3 separate regions of the Mus musculus genome follow, and regions 2 and 3 are each linked to region 1. Evidence: chromatin contacts called from public promoter capture Hi-C data. All regions are on one chromosome and are shown on one strand. The core of a region is the stretch at or near the end of the contact, and the rest is flanking DNA. Distances in the headings are between cores, read along the strand shown.

The links. Promoter capture Hi-C pulls out the DNA fragments that hold promoters and counts their contacts.
Region 2: a promoter capture Hi-C map of liver shows a contact between it and region 1, with 5 times the contacts expected there. The contact joins the promoter of Slc44a1 here to the promoter of Klf4 in region 1. A contact is called at or near these places in 1 of 39 promoter capture datasets (liver), 1 of 484 Hi-C or Micro-C datasets (CD4 T cells), 1 of 115 datasets of contacts at active chromatin or transcription factors (astrocytes) and 1 of 9 other capture datasets (liver).
Region 3: a promoter capture Hi-C map of pre-B cells shows a contact between it and region 1, with 2.2 times the contacts expected there. The contact joins the promoter of Txn1 here to the promoter of Klf4 in region 1. A contact is called at or near these places in 1 of 39 promoter capture datasets (pre-B cells) and 1 of 115 datasets of contacts at active chromatin or transcription factors (astrocytes).

Annotation. Positions count from the first base shown.
Region 1 is chr4:55,530,963-55,534,007 of GRCm38.p6, forward strand. It overlaps Klf4 (Kruppel-like factor 4 (gut)), which reads right to left and starts at 1,513. Exons shown (of 5, transcript NM_010637.3): 1 at 905-1,513; 2 at 668-788; 3 at 1-21. The coding sequence starts at 909. Gm12506 (a long non-coding RNA gene) reads left to right here and starts at 1,748. Exons shown (of 5, transcript XR_390585.4): 1 at 1,748-3,045.
Region 2 is chr4:53,439,152-53,442,318 of GRCm38.p6, forward strand. It overlaps Slc44a1 (solute carrier family 44, member 1), which reads left to right and starts at 1,265. Exons shown (of 16, transcript NM_001374697.1): 1 at 1,265-1,565. The coding sequence starts at 1,533.
Region 3 is chr4:57,955,108-57,957,915 of GRCm38.p6, forward strand. Txn1 (thioredoxin 1) reads right to left here and starts at 1,304. Exons shown (of 5, transcript NM_011660.3): 1 at 1,080-1,304. The coding sequence starts at 1,103. Gm35344 (a long non-coding RNA gene) reads left to right here and starts at 1,336. Exons shown (of 3, transcript XR_881303.3): 1 at 1,336-2,405.

The sequences.
Region 1 (3,045 bases), core at 263-2,762:
AGAGAGTTCCTCACGCCAACGCTGCAAGAACAGGGAGGGAGAGAGAAACTGTTAATTGTAGCACCCTGTTGCCACCCCTAATATTGACTTGTTGGGTGAAGCACACCAACACCCTGCTATAGGAACTGGACAGAACAGGAAGGCAGCCTCGGGGACTCCAGGGGCCACACTGCAATCTCAGCTAACACCAAGGTAAGAGGTGGCGCGTTCGTTCTCCTGCAAGCTAGTGCCGTCGCTCCACCAGCCCAGTCCTCTTCCCCGCCAGATCCGCGGGACGCTCCAGCCGCCCACGGAATTGGGACACTGGGACACGGTGGCTTTCTCCCCATGCACCATAGCCACCGGGTCGCCCACGCGCTACGATCACTCCGGCCCAAAGGGTCTCGAGACTTGTCCACCTAAAATATAGTGGACTGAGTGCGCCCACCCCACGGTCCGGACGCCCGAAGACTAGTGGGGAACCGCTGTGCGCCCCTGGCGGTACCGCAGTGCCGGGACCACACGCACTTAAGGCCGACTCAAGGGCCGAGGAGCCACCTCGGAAGGCTGTAGAGTTCCAATGGAGGGCAATCCTTGTCCTAACCAAGGACTCTTGGTGACCCCCGGATTCCGCCCATACACCCCACCCCATCTGCAGAAATCTACAGGGCACTAGCGCGACACTCACGTTAGTCGGGGCACCTGCTGGACGCAGTGTCTTCTCCCTTCCCGCCGGGCCGGACGCGAACGTGGAGAAGGACGGGAGCAGAGCGTCGCTGACAGCCATGTCAGACTCGCCAGGTGGCTGCCTGCGGGCCGGGCGGGGCGCACAGGGACCAGGAGTCAGGGGACACCCTGGCCACTGCTCCGAAGCTTCCCTCCAATCCTCACCCCTTTCTGTTCCCAAGTCCAACATCTCACCTACCTCATTAATGTGGGGGCCCAGAAGGTCCTCCGGAGTCCGAAGAAGAGAGAGGGGTACCTGAGCCCCAAAGTCAACGAAGATTAAAAACTTTAGAAACAAAACCTCAAACCAAAACCCCCAGATTGCCCGAGATCCTTCTTCTTTGGATTCAATATAAACCGGCGATGTCTTTAAAAAAGTTCCTTTGTATACAAAAATTCTTAGAAAAGTTGTAAACTCTTATAAAAATAGACAATCAGCAAGGCAGATAAGTAGGTCCGATGGCCAGGCTGCACGCTCTTGGACTCAGCAGTGTCCCCCACCGTTGTCGCGGCCACTGTGGCTGTCGGCGGCGCGGGGGCTGTGGTCCGGGCGGTGGGCGGGCGGCGCCGCCAGGTGAGAATGGCCGCGGTGGCGCGGAACTGCGAGCTGGGCGGTGGCGCGGGGTGCGGAGTCCTGGGGACTGTGCCGGGTGCGCGCGGCCATGGGCGCGGGTCACGGGCGGGTTGCTGGGTGGGGGGCTGGAGGGGCGGGGAGGGGCACTCGGCGGCTCCGGGTGCCGCCGCCGCCCGCCACCGCCTCTGCTCCCCGCGCGCCCGGAGCCGCGCTCGCTCTCTTGGCCGGGGAACTGCCGGCGGCCGCCGCGCGCTTCTTACTTATAACTTCTCGCTCGCTTGCTCCCCGCCTCCTCCCTGTGGCGGCGCGCGGGGCTCCGCCGCCAGGCCCCGCCCCCTGCCTTTCTTCTCCCCGCCTTCCCGCAGCCCCCACTGCGCGTTGCCATGGTAGCTAAATAAACAAACTCCGCGCACGTGGGGGCGGGGGCGAGGGAGGGGCGCGGGCGGGGCGGGGCCAGGCCGTGACGCCAGCCAGGCAGCTGGCGGGCTGGAGCCGTGCTGACGCCGGCGGCGGTGGCGGCGACGGCGGCTCCGGCGCTGGGAGTACGGCGTGGCTCCCGTGGCCGCGCTACTCGGGGTCCTCTGGGCGGCCACGGTCGGTTCCCTGGGCTCGAAAGTCCTGCCACGGGAACCCTGGCGGGGGACAGGAGGTTGGGGGTGTGTGTGTGTGGGGGGGAAGAGGCGGCGCGCCCCTACCCCTGCTCGCGTACGCGCTTGTCCTGTCGTCTGCGCACTCGAGAGCGCGATTATCCGCGTGACTCATCCAGCCCGCCCTCTCTCGCATACGCACGCAGACGCCGGGCCGTGTCGGCGCAGGGCCTGGCCTGGCGCGGGTGCCAGTGGGGCCTCCCGTAGGGTGGGGGTGAGGGCCGGGTGATTGGGGGGGGGCGCTAGGAATCTCAGAAGCTAGGAGAAGGGGTTCCGCGCCTGCTATGAAAGAGAGCGGCCGGGATTGGGCACGTAGTCATCTTGATAATGGAAGGAACAAGGAAGGCGTTCCAGATTTACATTGGGGGTGGGGGAGTGGGAACGCGGAGAGGGACCGAGGCGCGGAGATACCTTTCACCAGGGATCTCAAAGCTCTTTACAAGCTACGCACTCGCACTCTTCATTTTGAAGATGAGAAGTGAGTCATAAAGAGGTGAAGCGGCGAGGTAAAGGTCATAGGACAACTCGCTCCCATCAACTTAGGTTCTGAGCTAGCCAACCCACTCAAAGGGACTTCACTGGGAGGTGATCCTGCGCTGGGAAGAGGAGCGCTGCAATGGGACCCTAGTGCTCCAAAGTGGCACCTCAGGCCCTTGCCTACCGGGAGGGGAAAAGGCAGTCTTTGTTTTAGTCTTATTACTCCTTTTCCCATTCCCCACTACCCTCAGTAATTTTCCAGCCGGGAAAGGTTTTCGCCCTCATCTCTACCAAGTACTTAAAACAAAACAAAAACCGTGAGTGTGGTGTTCAGTATAACTCGCTAAACTAGGTTTACTTTTTTTTTTTTTTTAAGGCTAGGTGTTTATTTTGGATTGGGGAGCAGAGTTGGGCTCCGCCGCCCTCATGGTTGAACCCTGGCGGAGACAGCTGAGGGCGGGGACTGAAGAAAGGCACTCGGGAAAGGGGGTCGATGCTCCAGCATAGGCAGCGTGTGCACTCGCTCCTCTCGGGGCGTCGGTGCCACGTCCTCTGTCGTTTCACCTGTTTGAGTCCCGGAATCCTTGGGACCTATATTAGTTTTCTTCGGAATATTTGTCATCCTGAATTTTCCACTTCTGG
Region 2 (3,167 bases), core at 15-2,514, 2.1 Mb before region 1:
ATTCCATACCCCTCCCACCCACACCCATTCCCCACCCTCTTGTTTAGATTTCTCCTTTCCTTGCTCCTCTAGTCAACTTCCCCTTTGAGTTTGAGTCACCTTGAAATCTGCCTTTTATGGACAAGTCAGCATTTCTGGGGTCTCACTCTGGTATCTTTGCAAACCTTTTGATCCCAGTCTTTGCAACACCTTGACAATATGAAACAAGACCGGAATGTTTATATGAGTGTTAGATACATGCGCGTTTCGGTGATAGTTAATCATGACCTTGTTTACTCTCGCCATTTTTAAACTGCTCTCGCTTCACTGTATCTGTAATGACTTCCCTAACATTGGAAATTTCTTAAAGGTTGTGCATGTCTAACTTGTTGCTACCCCCAACGCATATTAATACAGGTTTCGTTTTTTTTAATAAGAGAGTAGCAACTTTGCCTTTTATCGCCTGTTTAATCTTAGTGCCATAAATTTCTAGACTGTAATATAGTGAGTGCCTCGGTAAATATTTTAAAGATGAATTGGTGCGTGTGTTTATGTGTGTGCCCGCGCTACCATGTGTAAGAAAGTTTAGTGAAGAACCAACATGGCTTTGACTTGAGGGCCTGGAGTACTACCTTCCCCTCCCATTTCTGGCTCTTTTACTACAATTTCCAGTTGGGTGCTCTCACTGTCGTCGGCCTCCTTCAAGGCTTAGTGTCCACATCAGCAAAATGGGGCCAGGAGCAACAGATGATATTTTTCCACTTCCATCACCCATTCCTTCTCCATGGGAGGTTTTGCAAATACTCTCTCTTCTGGGTAACATAAACAGCCGCCAGAGCCCTAAAAAAAGCTCCGGGTCAGTGACCTCAGAGGCGCTCCCACCCGGGAGAAGGAGCGACCCCCGGTGACCTCCCCGTGCCTCGCGCGTACAGAAGCAAGTCGGCCGCCTTCCCTCTGCGAGCCCGCCGGGTCCACGGGCGCCTCGGCCTCAGACGCCCTCTCGCCGCCCCGAGGCAGAGCTCGGCCTCGGTGCCACCGCGAAATGGGCCCGGCGCCGCGCAGACTCCTGCGCGCGCCCAAGGGCCCGGCCTCGTTCTGGGCTGCCGTCGTCCCCGCCGTCCGCGCCGCGCGGCGCTGCACTGGGGGCGGGGAGTCTGATGGGAGACGCGCGCGGCGCCGAGGAGGAGGCGGCTGCAGCCCGGGAGAGGGAGCGGGAGCGGGACTGGGAGCGGGTGGTGGGAGGCGGGGGCCAGGGGGAGGGGCTGCCGCCGCCGCCCGCCCCTTTCCGCTGGGGAGCAGCTGCAGCAGCAGGAGCGGAGCCGGAGCCGCGCAGCCGCCGCCGCCGCCGCTGCCGCCGCCGGGGGATGTGGCCGGCGCCTGCCCCGGACCGCGCAGCCTCCTGAGTTCTTGCCGCTGTCGCCGTCGCCGCCGTCGCTGCCGAGTCGTGCGGGGCCAGGCCGCGCCCTCCCCGGGCGCCCGCCGGCTCGCATGCCGAGGGGCTCCGGGGCGTAGCTGCGCGCCCGGCGCCGCCTCCGGGCTCCTCCGGCCCCGCCATGGGCTGCTGCAGCTCCGCCTCCGCCGCGCAGGTGAGGGGCTCCCGCCTCCCGGCCGCCCGCCCGGATGCCACCCCGCGCTGTGAGCGCCTGCCGAGCCGTGCCCTTCGCTCCCCTGCCGTGCCCTGCGCCCCTCCGGTCCCCGCCGACCTCGGCGCTTCGTGCCTGGTCCCCCAATGCCCGCTGCGCTCCCTCCCCCGCTTTCGCACCTGAGCAGCCCGTCCCGCCCGTCTGCAGGTAGAGGCGCCCCGGGCGCCCGCTCTGCCCCGGGGAGGCATACGCTTCCCTCTCCTTGGGGCCCGCCAGCCTGCTCTCCACCTCCGCCGAGCCCCCCCGCCACCCACAGACTGTTTTCCGTGTCCCCAGAAGGTGTACCCCAGCTTGGGCTCTTCACCTCTCTTCCACCTTATTCTAGTTTCGGATCCATTTAATAAGCTGCCCATTTCCCCTGGTCTGCGGGCCCCCTTGGCCGGGATCAGGTGCTTCACTGGGTCCCGGTGCCCTTCCAGGGCCCATTTCACAGATCCCACCCGCTCGTTCCCCATCCCATCCCCCCTCTGTGCCTTGACCCTGAGCACCGCGGCCTCTCGGCGCACCGAGGCCCCTGCGGGAGCGGGGGGACTGGGCTGGGAAGGAGATTGGGCACCTGGTGGGTGACGGGAGCGTTACGGAAACTCCCTCTTTGTTGCCAGTGTAACAGGAGGAAGAGGTGCCGAATTTAGTTTTTCTGTGGGCACTGGCTGGATGTTGTCGCTGAGGGCTGAGATGCAGAGATTTCTCTCAGCTGCCACCCTGCCCCCATCCAAATTTCGCTAGCCGCCTTCTCTTTCCGATCAGAGCCTTTAACCTGGGTGGAAATGTTTGGACAACTGTGTAAGGATCAGATGTAATAGAACTTGACTGCTGGCCACTAATAACTGAGAGGACCTGTTTGTAAATTATCTAATTTAGTGGATTAGTGAGTGTATTTACAAATACGATAAAAAGCAATCAGGAATACTGCATCAAACTGTCTGGTGGTGGTGTATGAAAAATAGGCTCTGACAACGCCTGGGATGTTTCTCCACAGTTTCATTAGCGTAGAATTTAACAGTAGTCTGTGATTTGTTTGTTTGGTGGTGGTGATGGGGAGAAGTATGCGCTTGCTTCTAGAAATAAAGGCTGGTTGGTTCTTGGCGAAGAAAAAAAAATGCTAGTTTTTTGGGGAAAAAAATTCCTCTAGAGATGTAGCATCTGTGACACAGAAGTGCTTGGTGCTAAGTGACTATATATAACTCAGGTTTAAATAACCTGCATACTTGCTCTGAAAAATCTGAGATCTGTCACAGAAACAACTAGGATTGGAGATGAGTGGAGGACATTTATGGCTTTATTGAGCATTGATCCTGTTTGTCCAGTTCTTAGGCTGGCTGGTTTAGTTAGTGAAACCTTATTCAGTTAGGATAGCAAAGGAAAACCATGTGCCTGGTGTTAAGGAAGGCTGGATCACGGCTTTCTATTAGCATATAGAGGTGTAGAAAAACACATACCTTTGGGGATTTAGTTGGGGATTTAGGCAGGGGGTGCATCTATCAGTTGGGCATTGCTCATCTAATAGTTGTTTACATAGAGTTTTCATCAAAAAGTGTCTTTCAC
Region 3 (2,808 bases), core at 54-2,553, 2.4 Mb after region 1:
GTACACCGCTCCTATTGGAATGGCAAAGGTTCCATAAGTAGGTCAGTTTAAACAGATAAGGATCCAACTGGGTGCTGGGACTAATATGGCTGGTAGTGGGTGAGCCAACTTTTGTACTGAGACCCAACCAGGTGCTCAAAACTGGAGGGCGCGGACCTGTCTTCCACGGATTTCCTAGTTTAAGGGTGAGCCAGTCTTTCACACATCAATTTCCACCCCCAACCTCCTTTCACTTTTCATTTTATAAATATTCCCCGAATAGTTACAGTGTAACAGGCTCTGGGTTTCCCAATCTGGAGGATATTTTGGTTCTCAGTAACTTTCGAATATGGTAACAGTTTTTCCCTTGGGTATTATTTTTCTTTTCCCAAAGGGCAGGACTTTGTACTTGACTACTCCCTGGGGGAGAGCCCTGGTTCCAGCAAAGCCCACTTATGGAGGGTCAATCACTGAAACCTTAAGGTTGCGAGGCCCCGGGGCCAGACTTTGGGGACTGAGTCATTCCAAAGCCAGAGCTGCCGGAAACACGCCCTGCGACGCAGGAGGAGGAGTCTCTCGGGCGCGGCCTGGACCTTTCTCCTTAGTAGTCACCTGGGGTACCGATCCGAGGGTACTTAACTGGGACCCGAGACCCACCCTCATGCACCGACCTGGCCTGTGTCCTCTAGGCGGCAGGTCACTGATGGAGGGAAACTAAGGCCGAGCCCAGCAGTACAACACACCCGCGCGGCGTGTGGCACCGCGTACTCGAGAAGTGGCGGCTCTCCATCTTTTCCTAGAGATCCTAAATCCTGATTCAGTTGGGGCACGGGAAGGGGGGAGTGTCACAGGAGGACCCCGGTCCATCTCTTCACCTCCGCCAGATTTGGGCTGGCGGTAGGGAGTGCAGCTCCGGGGACTCAGGTGCTGCCCACGAGTGCATCTCCCGTACCCGGCGTTCCAGGGTCCCCTCGTCCCCTCCCCCAGGGCATGCTCCACCGCCGAGGGCGCACACAGGCCCTGGGCCGCTAAGCCCGCGGGGACACCGAGAGTGTCCTCTTCAGCACCGCGGGATGTGCGCGGCGCCCGGGCATGCGTACCTTGCTCTCGATCAGCTTCACCATTTTGGCTGTTGCGGGGAGGGAGCCACACGCGTCTCAGCAGAACCAGATGGAAATGGATCCAAGGCGCCCAACGGAGCTTGCAACCGAGTGCGGCGCCCGCCTTCTCTTTATAGAAATAGGGCGGAGCGCAGCAGGGCGGGGCGGACGGGCACGCGCGGCGGGGACGCGCTTCCCGCCTCCCGCGTCCGCCAAGGCGCCTGGGCAGGCCGCGCCTAGACCACGCCCCCAAGAGGTGGGGCGGTTTTCCAGGGGGCGGAGCCAGAGTCGGCTACTAGTGCAGCCTGGGGACTGTCCTAGCGCTGGCCTCACTCCTGGCTTCCCCGCCCCACTCTAAGCTGCCGAACAAGAACCTTAGTTTATAAGGGGCGGAGCTAGCACAGGCTCCTGGAGCAGCTTCGGGTTTTTCCAGGCTCCAGACGCCGCGCGGCAGCTACCCCTAAGAGCCAACTTCCAGCTGCCTCAAGGGCACTTTAACAGCGAACAGCGCCGGGGTAGATCACGGTCCTCTCTCACACCGTAGAGTCCTTCTGTAATCACACTGCCCATGCCCCAAACTAGACCTAAGTCAGATACTTCCAGATTGGGGCTGGGGACAGTCCCTAGGACTGCCCAGGCAGAGGTGTATCCTTAGACTAGGGCGGCCATGCTGCAGTTCGACTCAAAGTGCTGAGTAACGATGACCAGGAAGTGTCTCAGTGCGCGTCCTCGCCAACTTTCTGGGTAGTTCTTTGCCGCTTCTTTCTCCTCTCTCTCTCCTATTCCTTAACTTTAACAGGTGAACCTGCTACTGGGAGAGGCACAGAGCCGTTTAGAGCCCTGTTCTGTGCCCCATGCACATGTAGGCATGATAGAGATCGGATAGTCTAGCTCCCAGCATTGTCTTGAAGGATTTAAGGGCTTGAAAACTGACTGAGGACAGCGTTTGGCCCATAAGGAAGCACTCAATGAATTATTCTAATTATAGTCATCGCGAGCGCTAATTAAGCTTGCGTGGTGCCTTGTGGGGCCTTGCTGAGTTTGGCTGCCTTGTATTTACAATGACAGTATAGGCTTTGAGGAGATTTTTCCGCCTTGGGAGAGGACGCCAGGAAGAGTCTTCTTCAATGATAACTGAGGTGATGTTCAGGAGGACAGGGCATGGTGGAAGAAGCTAAGATTCTTAAGGTGGCTTTGTGCAGCCCCAAGAGTGCCGCTGTATGTTCTGGTGAAGCAGCTGAGGTGGAGACTGGACAGAGCCAGCATCCTGGGAGGAACTCACCAAGCCTGCATTTGGAGAGCCGATCTAGATAAATCTACATCGAGGTGAAGCACGGGAGGCTAATGAAACTGTGTCTCAGCCACCCTACCCCTACCCACTGGCTTCCCTTGTTCAAAACATTTAAAATACCAGAACCAGTTGTGCGATGTTTTTGAAGGGCTGAGGAATTCAAGTAATGAGTGAGGATGTAGACAAGAGGGAGTGTTCTGAACATAGCCCTAGACTGCGGGTGGATGCTGCCCCAAAGGCAGTAGCCTTCCCTTTAGGACAGCTGAGGCAGAGAGGAACCCCAGGCAGATGAGCAGAATCTATTAATTCTCTTTGCAGCTGTCGGGTCTTTTCAGTCCAGCTACATTCCAGGTTTCTGGCTTTTTGGTAGTCAAACACTGACCTGTAGAACTTGGAAGGGTTCCTCCCTTAGCTGGCACCTCTCCACAGACCCTCAGA